Regions from separate parts of the Triticum aestivum genome. Here region 1 is linked to region 2. The links are chromatin contacts, called in public Hi-C maps. All regions are on one chromosome and are shown on one strand. The core of a region is the stretch at or near the end of the contact, and the rest is flanking DNA. Distances in the headings are between cores, read along the strand shown.

Region 1 (7,166 bases), core at 1,391-3,890, 250 kb after region 2:
TGAAAGGCCCTCTGCTGCAATCAAGAAAAGGTAAGGGGAGATAGGATCTCCCTGCCAGATCCCTCTAGATGGATTAAAATTTTCAAGCTTCTCACCATTAAAGAGCACTGAAAAAGAAACCGATGAGACCATAGCCATAACTGTATCAATCCATGCCTGGGCAAAACCCAACTTGCTCATGATGGCCCTAAGATAGTCCCACTCCAACCTGTCATAGGCTTTCATCATATCCAACTTAAGTGCACAGAAACTATTGTTCTTTGACTTGTTTCGCTTCATGAAATTTAGACATTCATAGGCACAGATAATATTATTCGTTATCAACCTTCCGGGGACAAAAGTTGATTGCTCCCTAGAGATAATGTCTGGAAGTATTTGTTTTAGTCTGTTTGCTATCACCTTCGAAGCTATCTTGTAGAGGACATTGCATAAGCTGATAGGCCTGAACTGTGAAAGTAAAGTAGGGTTAGTAACCTTTGGTATGAGGACAAGGACAGTGTCGTTTATGCATTCTGGACTCTCCTCCCCCCTTACAATCCTGAGCACAATGTTGGTCACATCATCCCCGCACACTTCCCAGTGCCGCTGATAAAACTGGGCCGGGAACCCATCCGGCCCTGGCGCTTTAGTGGGAAACATTTGAAACAAAGCGTTTTGACCTCCTCCTTGGAGTAGGGATCACATAACACTTCGTTCATGGCGGCTGTAACTTTACACGGAACATGAAAGGACCTCGTATAGGCCCTGTACACCCTCAGATGTATATAGATCTTGGTAGAAGGCATTTATCATATCCCTTAGCTCTTTCTGATTATCCACCATCACACCTAATGAGTTTTCAAGAGCTTTAATCATATTTTTCTTCCTGCGTAGACTAGCCCATAGGTGAATTTTTTTTGTGTTTTATCTCTAGATGACAACCATTCCATGCATGCACGCTGCCTCCACATAAGTTCCTCACGATGGTAGAGCTCGGCCAACCTCTCGTTAATCTTCAACTCAACATGCGATGGGCCTGTGCGTAGCGGGTCGCCTCTCAACTCCTCTATCCTCTTCTTGAGACCTTTGATCTCTCGGCGAACGCTTCCGAAAGCCTGTTTACTCCAGTTAGTCAGACCTCTAGAGACTCCTGCAAGTTTATCCCGCAGCTCCGGCACACTTCCGCACGGCCCAACAGCAAACCATTCATCGTTCACAACATCTCCAAAGCCTTCATGCCTCTCCCACATAGACTCATACCGGAAGGACCGGTTTTTTGCACCCTCTTGAGCTCGCCCCATATTAAGAAAAATCGGGTTGTGGTCCGATGTGGCCGCATCATGGTGTTCAAGCGACGCTAGAGGAAAGTGTGTCATCCATTGCGGGTTAGCTAGTGCCCTGTCAAGCCTGCATCTGGTATAAGAGCCACCTTTCACTTTCTTCTCAAAGGTCCAAGACCTGCCCTTGTAGCCGATGTCCATCAACATGCAAACATATGTCGCCTCTCTAAGGCCTGAATTTGTGCGTTGCTCCGCTGACCTATCCCCACATGTTCATTCGGACGTAAAACTTCGTTGAAATCGCCAATACACAACCAAGGAAGGGAGCTCAAAGTGCTAATATTCTTCAAAACCGTCCAAGTTTGGTGTCTTAGATGGGTTTGGGCCTCTCCATAAACACATGTCAGGCGCCATAATTCTTGCCCATGCTCCTCCACAGAAACATCAAAATGATAACAAGAGTAACCCAAGATTTCAACATTTATTTCATCATTCCAAAAAAGCCCTATTCCACCACTTCTACCTTGACTATCAACTGCATAAGCTTTATCAAAACCTAAAGTACCAGCTAAAGATTCGACCCTCGCTCCATCTATTTGTGTCTCAACAATACACAGGAGGGAAGGGGCAAAATTCTTCGCGAGAGTGCGAAGTTCACTGACCGTCGCGGCGTTGCCCGCCCCGCGACAGTTCCGGCATAGTACACTCAGGCCTCGTTTGGTTACAAGGGGAGCAAACCCAGGGCAGCAAACCCCAGATGGGGAGATTTCCCTGGATAGGTGGGATCCCCTCTCTCACCACCGGGGATATTTCTGTTGCCATTTGGTAACAAAGTGCCTCTGCAATCAACAGATCTAAAGATGGGGACTGGGAAGTGTGGTCGTACTTTCTCCCCAAGGGGCTATGGTTAGGATGGAAAGGAGAGAAAGGAGGCTGCGAGGAGAGGTACCAGGTGCGGGCTTGGTTGCTCGAGCCATGGAGACGAGGTGGCCATGAAAATTTGTTGTATAGGTGATAGCTGGAGGGAGATGGAGACGTCAGGGCGCCGTCGGAGGGAGGTAGAGCCACGGGGGGAGAAGACGAGAAGTAGTCCCGAGACGGAGAGATCGAGTTTTATACGGGGAGAATTATTCCGATGTCGGGAGGTGGGGGTGAGCGGCCCGGGGATTTCGACGGGATTGGGCCAAAAAATCCTCTTCCCCGCTGTCGCCAAATGCGTCGCCGCAAAAACCGGGGCGACGGTTACGCGTGGGAATCACGTCCGGGGAAACGACGAGGATCCCAGGAGGATCCATGGCTACCAAACGAGCCCTCATTGGGCTGGGCGGCACCCCTCGAAGGAGCCCGCCAATTTTTTTTATTTCACTTTTGGACATGTAACCCCAACCAAATACCCGTGCATTGCTTACCAGGCTTACACGGAGCAAGAAGCCCAAAGCCCCAAGCCCGCAAGCCCATATTCCCGAAGCTACACCTGCCGTCCCTAGGGTTTCGCTTCGCTAATATTTCACCCAAGCGCCGCCATTCTCCCCCTTCCCCCTTTCCTCACCGCCGCCCACGCCGCAGGAGAAGAAGCAGACGCGCGGAGGAGAGCTTCCAGGCGGCGACCATGGTAACGCCCTCATCTCCCACCACCGAAATCCCCTGATGGCTACCTTGCTCTCTCCTTCCTGAGACCCACCGCAGCTGTTGCGCGATGCCTCAGATTAGCTTTGTTCGTTCGTACTTTGTCGGGGGCTGTGATTACAAAAGAGTGGCCCGAGCGGATTGATTCTGGGAAACCCTAGCGGAACGGTAGATCTCGCCGCGTGCCCCCATTACAGCAGCGCGACGAGCAGCTCTTGGCGGTTGGGGATGGAGGTGGAACACGAGGTGCCGCCTGACGACCGGCTGTTCGGTTCTTGTGTTGTGTGTGTGTGTGTGTCTGTTTCAGACAGAGGGAGAGAGAGGGAGATGTTTGGATTGAACGGTCGCGTGGGGCTTGGCATCTGGTGTTCCACATTCAAAACCCCGTGCTCGTGCTGCTCGTTGTGCTGCTGGTGCGTTGGCAGGGGTTGGCGCGCGCTTGGATCGCCGTCTCCGTTGGGTTTCCTGCCGCGGTGAAGGTTTCTTAAAATACACTTGATATGAGCCTCCAAGAAGGTCTTTTACATTTTTTTATTTAGTATAAATTGTTGAATTGGGATTCTTCCTTCACATTTGGTACTCGCATATGAGCCTCCAAGAAGGTCTTTTACATTTTTTTATTTAGTATAAATTGTTGAATTGGGATTCTTCCTTCACATTTGGTACTCGCATAGGTTTTGATTGGTTTGTTTTGGACTCATAAGGAGCATGAGAGTGCAGTGTGACCTGCTTGGTAAGATGCCAAAGATCAAATCTTGCTGCTGTGGAGTACTTTTAAAATAGGCTACGCAATTGCTGCATTTAAAATAGGCTACAGAATATTTTTATAATCGCAAAAGTAAACATATTGTTGAAATGTGATCAATCTGGATGCTGGCTCCCTCCCTGGAGTCTCGACTGGCATAATCGTTCTGAGTTAACTCGGCGTGTTCTGTTTGGAAGCATGTAATGTTACTTTCCTTTACAGCAGGTTACCTTTCTAGTTTTCACTGTTCAAGCATCTTCGGTTTGACTTTTTTTCATGACTATGTAGCTCGCGCCATGCCTACCTTAGCTTTGTTCATTCATACTTGGTCTGGGGCTGTGATTACAAAAGAGTGGCTAGAGCGGCTTGATTCTGGTAAACCCTAGCGGAACGGCAGATCTCGCTGTGTGCCCCCATTACAGCAGCGCGACGAGCAGCTCTTAGCCGGTTGGGGATGGAAGTGGAACATGGGGTGCCGCCTGATGACCGGCTGTTCGGTTCTTGTGTTGTGTGTGCGTGCGTGTATCTGTTTCAGACAGAGGGAGAGAGAGGGAGATGTCTGGACTGAACGGTCGCGTGGGGCTTGGCAGCTGGTGTTCCATATCCAAAACCCCGTGCTTGTCCTGCTCGTCGTGCAGCAACTGCTTTAGCAGGGGTTGGCGCGCGCTTGGATCGCCGTCTCTGTTGGGTTTCCTGCCGCGGTGAAGGTTTCTTAACATACACTTGATATGAGCCTCCAAGGTCTTTTACCTTTTTTATTCAGTATAAACAGCTGAATTGGGATTCTTCCATCACATATGGTACTCACATAGGTTTTGATTGGTTTGTTTTGGACTCATAAGGAGCATGAGTGTGGTTTAACCTGCTCGGTGAGATGCCAATAATCAAATCTTGCTGCTGTGTAGAGTACTTTTAGAATACGCTACACAATTGCTGCACTGAAAACTCATTTCTGCAATCACAAAATTTGAACCTATAGTTTGAATGTCATCAACCTAGATGCTGGCTCCCTCACTGGAGCCTGGACTGGCATAATCGTTGTGAGTTAACGCTGCATGTTCTGTAATGTTACTCTTCTTTTTGCCCAGCAGGCTACCTTTCTTGTTCACTATTCAAGCATCATCAACTTGTGTTTTTTTTCATTATGTGCGTGCTATGTAGCTCACGCGATGTCTAGCTTGGCTTTGTTCATTTGTACTTGGTCGGGGGCTGTGATTACAAAAGAGTGGCTTGAGCGGCTTGATTCTGGGAAGCCCTAACAGACCGGCAGATCTCGCGGTTGCCCCCATTACAGCACTGCGACGAGCAGCTCTTGCCGTTTGGGGATGGAAGTGGAACACGAGGTGCCGCCTGACGAGGGGCTGTTCGGTTCTTGTGCTGTGATGTGTGTGTGTGTATCTGTTTCAGTGATAGAGAGAGAGAGAAAGAGAGATCTGAATTGAACGGTCGCGTTGGGCCTGGCATCTTGTGTTCCACATTCAAAACCCTGCCCCTGTGTTGCTCGTCGTGCTGCAGCTGCTTTGGCAAGGTTGGCACGTGCTTGGATTGCCATCTCCGTTGGGCTTCCTGCTGCGGTGAAGGTTTTCTTACACTTGATATGAGCCTCCAATAAGATCTTTTACCCTTTTTTATCCAAAAGAGAAGTTGCACTTGGAATTCTTTCAACACATTTTGTGCTGGCATAGGTTTTGATTAGTTTGTTTTGGACTCATAGGAGCATGAGTGCAATTTAATCTGCTTGGTGGTCTGCCAAAGTTCAAATCTCGCTGCTGTGTGGAGTACTTTTAGAATAGGCTACACAATTGCTGCATCGAAAACTCCATTTTTATAATTGCAAAATTTGAACCTGTTGTTGAAATGTTATAAGCCTAGAGTCTGGGCTGTCATAATCTTTGTGAGTTAACTCAATGTCTTCTGTTTTGAAGTTTGTAATGTTACTCTCCTTTTTGGCCAGCATGGTGCCTTTCTAGTTCACTATATTGTTTTAAGCCTCTTTGACTTAGTTATCTCATTATGTGTATGACTGGAAGTTGAAAATTCTGCTCTCTATTTTCAAACCCTCTTTGATTCACCTGGAATTATCCTCACCCCTGCGGGAATATAAACTTTTCACACTTGCATTCCTAGAAAGTTACTGTAAATTTCCTTCGAAACAAAGATATTCTTACTTCTTGGCGTATTAAACCAGCAAACATGTTCGTATGATTTCAGCAATGAAGTTCTATTTGCTTATCTGACGTGGTAAAATTCCTGGCTGTTTATTCCAAAACCATTTGTAGGTGAACGTTCCAAAGACCAAGAAGACCTACTGCAAGAACAAGGAGTGCAAGAAGCACACCCTCCACAAGGTTACGCAGTACAAGAAAGGCAAGGACAGTCTTTCTGCTCAGGGAAAGCGCCGTTACGACCGCAAGCAGTCAGGATATGGTGGCCAGACAAAGCCTGTTTTCCACAAGAAGGTATGGCACTGATTTCCGTGGCGGGTGCATCTTCTTTGCTGTATAACTCTAGCAATCTGTTGCTTCTTTGCATCTGGATGTTCATTATTCTGTTTGTTTCAGGCCAAGACAACAAAGAAGATTGTGCTGAAGCTGCAGTGCCAGAGCTGCAAGCATTACTCGCAACGCGCTATCAAGGTCCACACATCTCACTTAATCTGCCATCCAATCTCCTTGCAATACATTATTATGTTATATTCAAGTGTCTGACTCTATGATTGCATCGTTGCTACAGAGGTGCAAGCACTTTGAGATCGGTGGAGACAAGAAGGGCAAGGGGACCTCTCTCTTCTAAGCTGATGATATCCCTGTTTTGTTCAGTGTTGTGCCAGAACTTCCCACTCGAACAATGTATTAGTATCATATTGGTATTCTGGGTATAACTGTATGGGCTATGGAGCATATGTTTTGCCTTTCCTGTCAACGACTCTCTTCAGATCCTTGAGACAAGTAAAAATGTTCTTTCTGCTTTTGAGTTCGTTATGTTTGTTACTGGTCCCATTAGGACTGTATATGTTTCTGGTTTTACACTTTGATTGTGTATTCTCTCTGTTTCAAAAGTAATGTTTAGGTTTTAGCTTTGAATGTGATTTTATTGCTGAATATGTTGTTGTGAAGTGCTTAGCATAATGACATTGGAGTGATCAAGTACAGCTTCCTGTATCAGCATGTCACAGGCCAGCTATCGGCGGTGCCGCATTACCTAGTCTGGAGGGAAGCTGTTTCATGCAATCAAGTTGATGAAACGGCACAAAACCCAAGTTGAGTTCATTGTTGTGTCTCCCATGTCGAAGGGCATGGTAACATGGTGTCATGGCCATGGCAGGGAACCCTATGTCGTGATTTTTTATCACTAAAAATGGATAATAATCCAGCTCGCCCACTGCAGCATGGAACCCTATCTTGCCCACCGCATCTGGAGAAGATGGTTTCCATGTTGCACAGTGACCATGGCGCTTCTTCGCTGGTCACTGGGAACCCTAGCTCGCCCAGCACGTCTGAGTTGCCTTGGACGAATACGTAAGAGGGCCAGGAGTG
Region 2 (6,210 bases), core at 332-2,831:
GTTTTTGCCTTGTCGTCAACAACCAAATTAGTATTCATCTTGTGATCAACTAGATCATCAGTTTTCCAAGAAGGAGAGGGATGATCCCTAAAGAAGTCAAGATTCAGAGTGCCTGTTTCTTGTTGACTAGCAGCTATAGCATCGATTACCTGAAGATCAATAAATTGGATGACTATAAGTACAGAGGAATTGAAGAAACTTAAGGTTTCATATGTTGAACAGCATAACAGTTCGAACAAGATAGTCTAAACTAAGTACAGCCTCATAAAACAGAAATATAGAATTGAAAGATGGGCATGTACACTACTAACTGCAAGATGTTCTGACCTCCTTAGACAAAACAGATTTCAGATTGTTTGTTGCCAGTTGCTCTTGCCAATCTGTTTCCTGCAAGACAGGCTTCAATGTGAGACGAATCGTAGAAAGTAAGGCTGGTAAAATAAATTTGACTCCCTTTTAGAATGGGTAAATACCTGGTTACCATCAGCACCCTTGGGATCTGCAAATGAACAAAATATGCCATCACTTATTTATCTTGAGTTAATAAAATGTTGCTATCAAACATTACAACAAAACATTGTTCACAAATACTAACAGCTAACAACAAAAAAGGCAAGTAAGGTTTTAGCCGATGATAAAGCAAAAGACAACTCGTCATGCTTAAGACGATTTCATCCCATCATGGTTCAGTTTGCACGGATAAGTATAGGTTTGATTTGTTATCACTACTACTATGCCATGGGTATGCAGTATGGCTTCTCCTAACAGCAGCCATACATCCAACCTACGATTGACATAAAACCTGGCACCAAGTGAGGAAAACAGGAGAAGGATATCCAGATCTCTTGAATCAGAAGGTCCACTGCCTCTCACAGGTTCGTGATCATTCGCAGTTCCGTCTATTACCTTTTGGTTTTACAACCGAGCAACACGTTGCAGCTACGATTCCCATCCAACCCTAGCAGTGCCCAGAGGCTGAGGCCAAACCACATGAATTGCTGAATAACAATCCTGAACCACACAAATCAAATCTACACGGCGGACTCCACTCTCGCGGTACCCTCGCCAAATCAAACCCGCAGAAGCGCATCAAACTCGCAGCCCAAGCGAATCCGAGCGCGGATAGACCAACCTAGGTGCAGCGGGAGCCGAAATTAAGAATCGATGGCGCCTCGTACGAAATCCATGGCATAGGAAGCGGGGTTTCTCTAACAAAAGTGTCCTAGGGAGTGAGGCGGGGGCGAACCGGACGCGACGTGGACGTGGCCGCCGCTGCGCACGACGAAGAAGATCGACGGCGCGAGGACGAAGAGGAAGACGAGGACCACCACCGGCGGCAGCGCGCCGGAGCCGCGCCTCGCTCCGCCGCCGCCGCCAGCGCCCGCGGAGGAGTACGGGAGCCGCTTCGGGGACGCCATCTCCGGCCACGCGTCGTGGGCGGAGGGGGAGGGCCCTGGTCCGATCCGGTCGGAGTGCGGCGGCCTGGCGGCGAGGGGCTCGCCGTGCGCGCGCCCCCTTTCCCCCCTTCTCTCGCCCTCGCCTGCGGGGGAGTGTGGGGAGTGGCGTGGGGTAGCCACGAATGGTAAGGGAGGAATTCAGGAAAGATCGCGTATCGCTTTGGTTTGGTCTTGGGTACTGCGGTATCTGGGCCCACGCGATCGAAGCCCATATCGGACGTGTGGGCCGGTTGGTTGGTGCCTTACTGATGGGCTTACACAATCGAAGCCCACGACGGACGTGTGGGCCGGTCGGTGCCTTATTGATGGGTCTACGACGGATGTGTGGGCCTGTTGGCGCCTTAAATTCTTAGATTTTATTCACGAGTGTGGGTGCAAATGAGGTCAACTAGGTGCTGGATATTTATTGTCAAGCGACGGGGCAACGAATCAACTATGGAAAATCTTGAGGACGGGGCGTCGACCCGTTGGTTGTGCTGCTGGAGTTACAGCCAGCCCGCCCGGGTTCGAGCCTCGGCTCTGACTCGCAACGCTCGCGGAGTTTCTCTTATAAAAAAGCCAACAAGGCTTGGCCCTTGGGTTGGTCTCATTTTTTACTATGGCAAATCTTTCATCTTCTTCAACAAAGGGATTCCAGAAAATATTCGAGCTGAAATCAAAGGTTTGATCCAAGTACCCAACGAAACACTGAATGAGAAATATTTGGGAATGTCATCGGATGTGGGATCACCAAAAAGTGGTGCTTTCAAGTTTTTGAAGATCATTTATGGAGCAAAATTCAAGGCTGGATTAAAAAACTTATCCACTATGGGGAAAAAGTCTCGGTTAAATCTGTGGCGCAAGTGGTGCCAGTCTTTTCCATGTCCTGCTTCAGGCTTCCTAGGGGTCTGCGTGAGTACTTAAACATGTCGATAAGGAAATTCGGGTAGGACCGTAAAGATGGCCATCGAAAGTCAATCTGGGTCTTGTGGAAGGATATGACACAACCCAAAGCGATGGGTGGTTTGGGATTCAAGGATTTCGAATTGTTTAATTTCGCAATGCTTGCTAAGCAAGGCTGGCAAATCCTCCAACAACCTGAGTCCCTCGGTGCTCACATTCTTAAAAGTGTCTACTTCCCAACGTCGCCTATATTGCATGCAAACATCACTATGATACGTCTTCAATGTATCTATAATTTTTGATTGTTCTATGATATTATATTATCCATCTTGGATGCTTTATATGCATGCATATGCTATTTTATATGATTTTTAGGACTAACCTATTAACCTAGAGCCCAGTGTCAGTTTTTGTTTTTTTCCTTGTTTTTGAGTTTCGCAGAAAAGGAATATCAAATGGAGTCCAATTGAGCTGAAAATCTACGGTGATTTTTTATGGACCAGAAGAAGCCCCCGAAGCAACAGAGTTGGGCCAGAAGAGCCACGAGGCCTCCACAAGGGTGGAGGGCGTGCCCTCCGTCCTTGTGGTTGACTCGTGGACCCCCCCTGACTTGTTCTCGGCGTCAAAAATTCCTATAAATATAGAAACCCCTAGAAATAAATCTAGATCGGTAGTCCCGCCGCCGCAAGCCTCTGTAGCCACCAAAAAACAATTGAGACCCTCTTCCGGCACCTTGCCAGTGAGGGAAAGCATCACCGGTGGCCATCTTCATCATCCCGGCGCTCTCCATGATGAGGAGGGAGTAGTTCACCCTCGGGGCTAAGGGTATGTACCAGTAGCTATGTGTTTGATCTCTCTCTCTCTCTCTCTCTCTCGTGTTCTTGATTTGGCACGATCTTGATGTACCACGAGCTTTGCTATTATAGTTGGATCTTATGATGTTTCTCCCCCTCTACCTTCTTGTAATGGATTGAGTTTTCCCTTTAAAGTTATCTTATCGGATTGAGTCTTTAAGGATTTGAGAACACTTGATGTATGTCTTGCATGTGCTTATCTGTGGTGCCAATGGGATATTCACGTGATCTACTTGATGTATGTTTTGGTGATCAACTTGCGGGTCATGTGACCTTGTGAACTTATGCATAGGGGTTGGCACACGTTTTCGTCTTGACTCTCCGGTAAAAAGTTCGGGGCACTCTTTGAAGTTCTTTGTGTTGGTTTGAATATATGAATCTGAGATTGTGTGATGCATATCATAGAATCAAACCCGCGGATACTTGTGGTGACATTGGAGTATCTAGGTGACATTAGGGTTTTGGTTGATGTGTGTATTAAGGTGTTATTGTAGTACGAACTCTAGGGTTGTTTGTGACACTTATAGGAATAGCCCAATAGATCGATCAGAAAGAATAAGTTGAGGTGGTTTCGTACCCTACAATAATCTCTTCGCTAACTCTCCGCTATTAGTGACTTTGGAGTGACTCTTTGTTGCATGTTGAGGGATTGTTATATGATCCAATTATGTTATCATTGTTTAGAGAAGTTTCACTAGTGAAAGTATGAACCCTAGGCCTTGTTTCGAAGCATTGCAATACCGTTTACACTCACTTTTGTTACTAGTTACCTTGCTGTTTTTATATTTTTAAATTACAAAAACCTTTATCTACCATCCATATTGCACTTGTATCACCATCTCTTCGCCAAACTAGTGCACATATACAATATACCATTGTATTGGGTGTGTCGGGGACACAAGAGACTCTTTGTTATTTGCTTGCGGGTTGTTTGAGAGAGACCATCTTCATCCTATGCCTCCAACGGATTGATAAACCTTGGTTCATCCACTTGAGGAAAATTTGCTACTGTTCTACAAACCTCTACACTTGGAGGCCCAACAACGTCTACAAGAAGAAGGTTGCATAGTAGACATCATTGGGCCTCACCCAAGTCAAATATGAAGGTCCATCATGGAAGGCGTTGAAGTTCTAAAACAAGCACTCATTAAGCGCATATGCAACGGAGCTTCCACGGATGTATGGATGAATAATTGGATCCCCGGAGACGAGATGATGCGCCCCTATGGCAGCAAGGTGCGGTAACCCCAGATATTAGCGTCGGACTTCATTGACTCCACGACGGCCACGTGGGATATACAGAGAGTCGAGGAAATTTTTCTGACCATTGATGTTCCAGCTATCACGGTGATCCCCATATGTACGAGGAATATCAACAATTATTGGGCATGGAATCTTGAGAGAAACGACTCTTTCCCGGTCTGCTCGGCCTATAGAATGCTGGTGACGAGGCAGCAGCGGAGAGAAGCATGGCTAGATGGCACTTCGGGTTCTTCCAGTTCATGTAGGGACGAGAAATCAGGGAAGCTATTATGGAACACTCATGTTCCCAGCCAAGATAAGAGTGTTTCTGTGGCGTTTGTCGAAGCATTCGTTGCCTACTGAGAACATAAGGGCACAAGTTCTGTCTGGACTATAAATCTTTTGCATTTCCAAATGAGGGGGAATATATTATGACATTGGTTTTTTGTCCTGTAGTGCATACATGCATGTGCACATGAGGAGAAAGTTGGAGGTTTTTTGTCCATTTTTATGCCTTGGTAATTTTAGGTGTAAACAACTTGATAACTTATGTACCACAACCGTGATAATTTACGTAGACCAGACATGATAACTTTTGGCCCAAAAAGTCACTGAAACATAAAAACACGGATCTAGTTACGAAGGTCTTATCACAATGCTCCCCAAGAAGCCACTAGGGCCACCGTATTCTCCTCACGCCCTCACACAATGCGAGATGTCGTGACTCCACTATTGGTGCCCTTGAAGGCGGCGACCGAACCTTTACAAACAAGGTTGGGGCTCTCTCCACAACTTAATTGGAGGCTCCCAACGAAACCACGAAGCTTCACCACAATGGAATATGGCTCCGAGGTGACCTCAACCATCTAGGGTGCTCAAACACCCAAGAGTAACAAAATCCACACAAGAAAGTATGGGGGAAGCAAATATCCTTTGGTGGAAGTGTAGATCTAGGTCTCCTCCTTCAATCCCTAGCAAATCAACAAGTTTGAGTGGCTAGAGAGAGATCGGGCAAGAGAGCTTGAGGTGCATTAATGGTGGAGTGAGAGAGGTCAAAGGTCAGAGTGGTAGGTAGGAGAAGCACCCTTATATAGCAACCCTAAAATTTCAGCCGTTACAGCGTTTTTAGCACTGCAGCGGTACAACCGGTCCTTGTCCCGGTACAACCGGGACTCACGGTGTATCTGCAGAACCCTACCAGGCGGTACAACTAGGCCAGCAGGCGGTAGTACCGGTTAAGAAAATAATCGAATGATGTCTACTACACAACCTTCTTCTTGTAGACATTGTTGGGCCTCCAAATGCAGAGGTTTGTAGGACAGTAGCAAATTTCCCTCAAGTGGATGGCCTAAGGTTTATCAATCCGTAGGAGGTGTAGGATGAAGATGGTCTCTCTCAAGCAACCCTGCAACCAAATAACAAAGAGTCTCTTATGTCCCCAACACACCCAATACAATGGTAAATTGTATAGGTGCACTAGTTCGGCGAAGAGATGGTGATACAAGTGGTATATGGATGGTAGATAAAGGTATTTGTAATCTGAAATTATAAAAACAGCAAGGTAACAAGTGATAAAGGTGAGCATAAACGGTATTGCAATGTGTGGAAATAAGGCCTAGGGTTCATACTTTCGCTAGTGTAAGTTCCCTCAACAATACTAACATAATTGGATCATAAAACTATCCCTCAACATGCAACAAAGAGTCACTCCAAAGTCACTAATAGCAGAGAACGAACGAAGAGATTATGGTAGGGTACGAAACCACCTCAAAGTT

What was found. Hi-C and Micro-C count contacts between places; a contact is called where the count stands out from the background.
Region 1: a Hi-C map of leaf shows a contact between it and region 2, with 3 times the contacts expected there. The contact joins the promoter of LOC123104543 here to the promoter of LOC123104540 in region 2. A contact is called at or near these places in 2 of 5 Hi-C or Micro-C datasets (both in leaf) and 1 of 1 datasets of contacts at active chromatin or transcription factors (leaf).

What each region holds. Positions count from the first base shown.
Region 1 is chr5A:533,946,310-533,953,475 of IWGSC CS RefSeq v2.1, forward strand. LOC123104543 (60S ribosomal protein L36a) reads left to right here and starts at 2,641. Exons shown (of 4, transcript XM_044526412.1): 1 at 2,641-2,871; 2 at 5,910-6,089; 3 at 6,192-6,266; 4 at 6,364-6,603. The coding sequence starts at 2,869. The coding sequence ends at 6,423.
Region 2 is chr5A:533,695,468-533,701,677 of IWGSC CS RefSeq v2.1, forward strand. It overlaps LOC123104540 (polygalacturonate 4-alpha-galacturonosyltransferase), which reads right to left and starts at 1,582. Exons shown (of 9, transcript XM_044526408.1): 1 at 1,247-1,582; 2 at 474-499; 3 at 328-387; 4 at 1-149. The coding sequence starts at 1,418.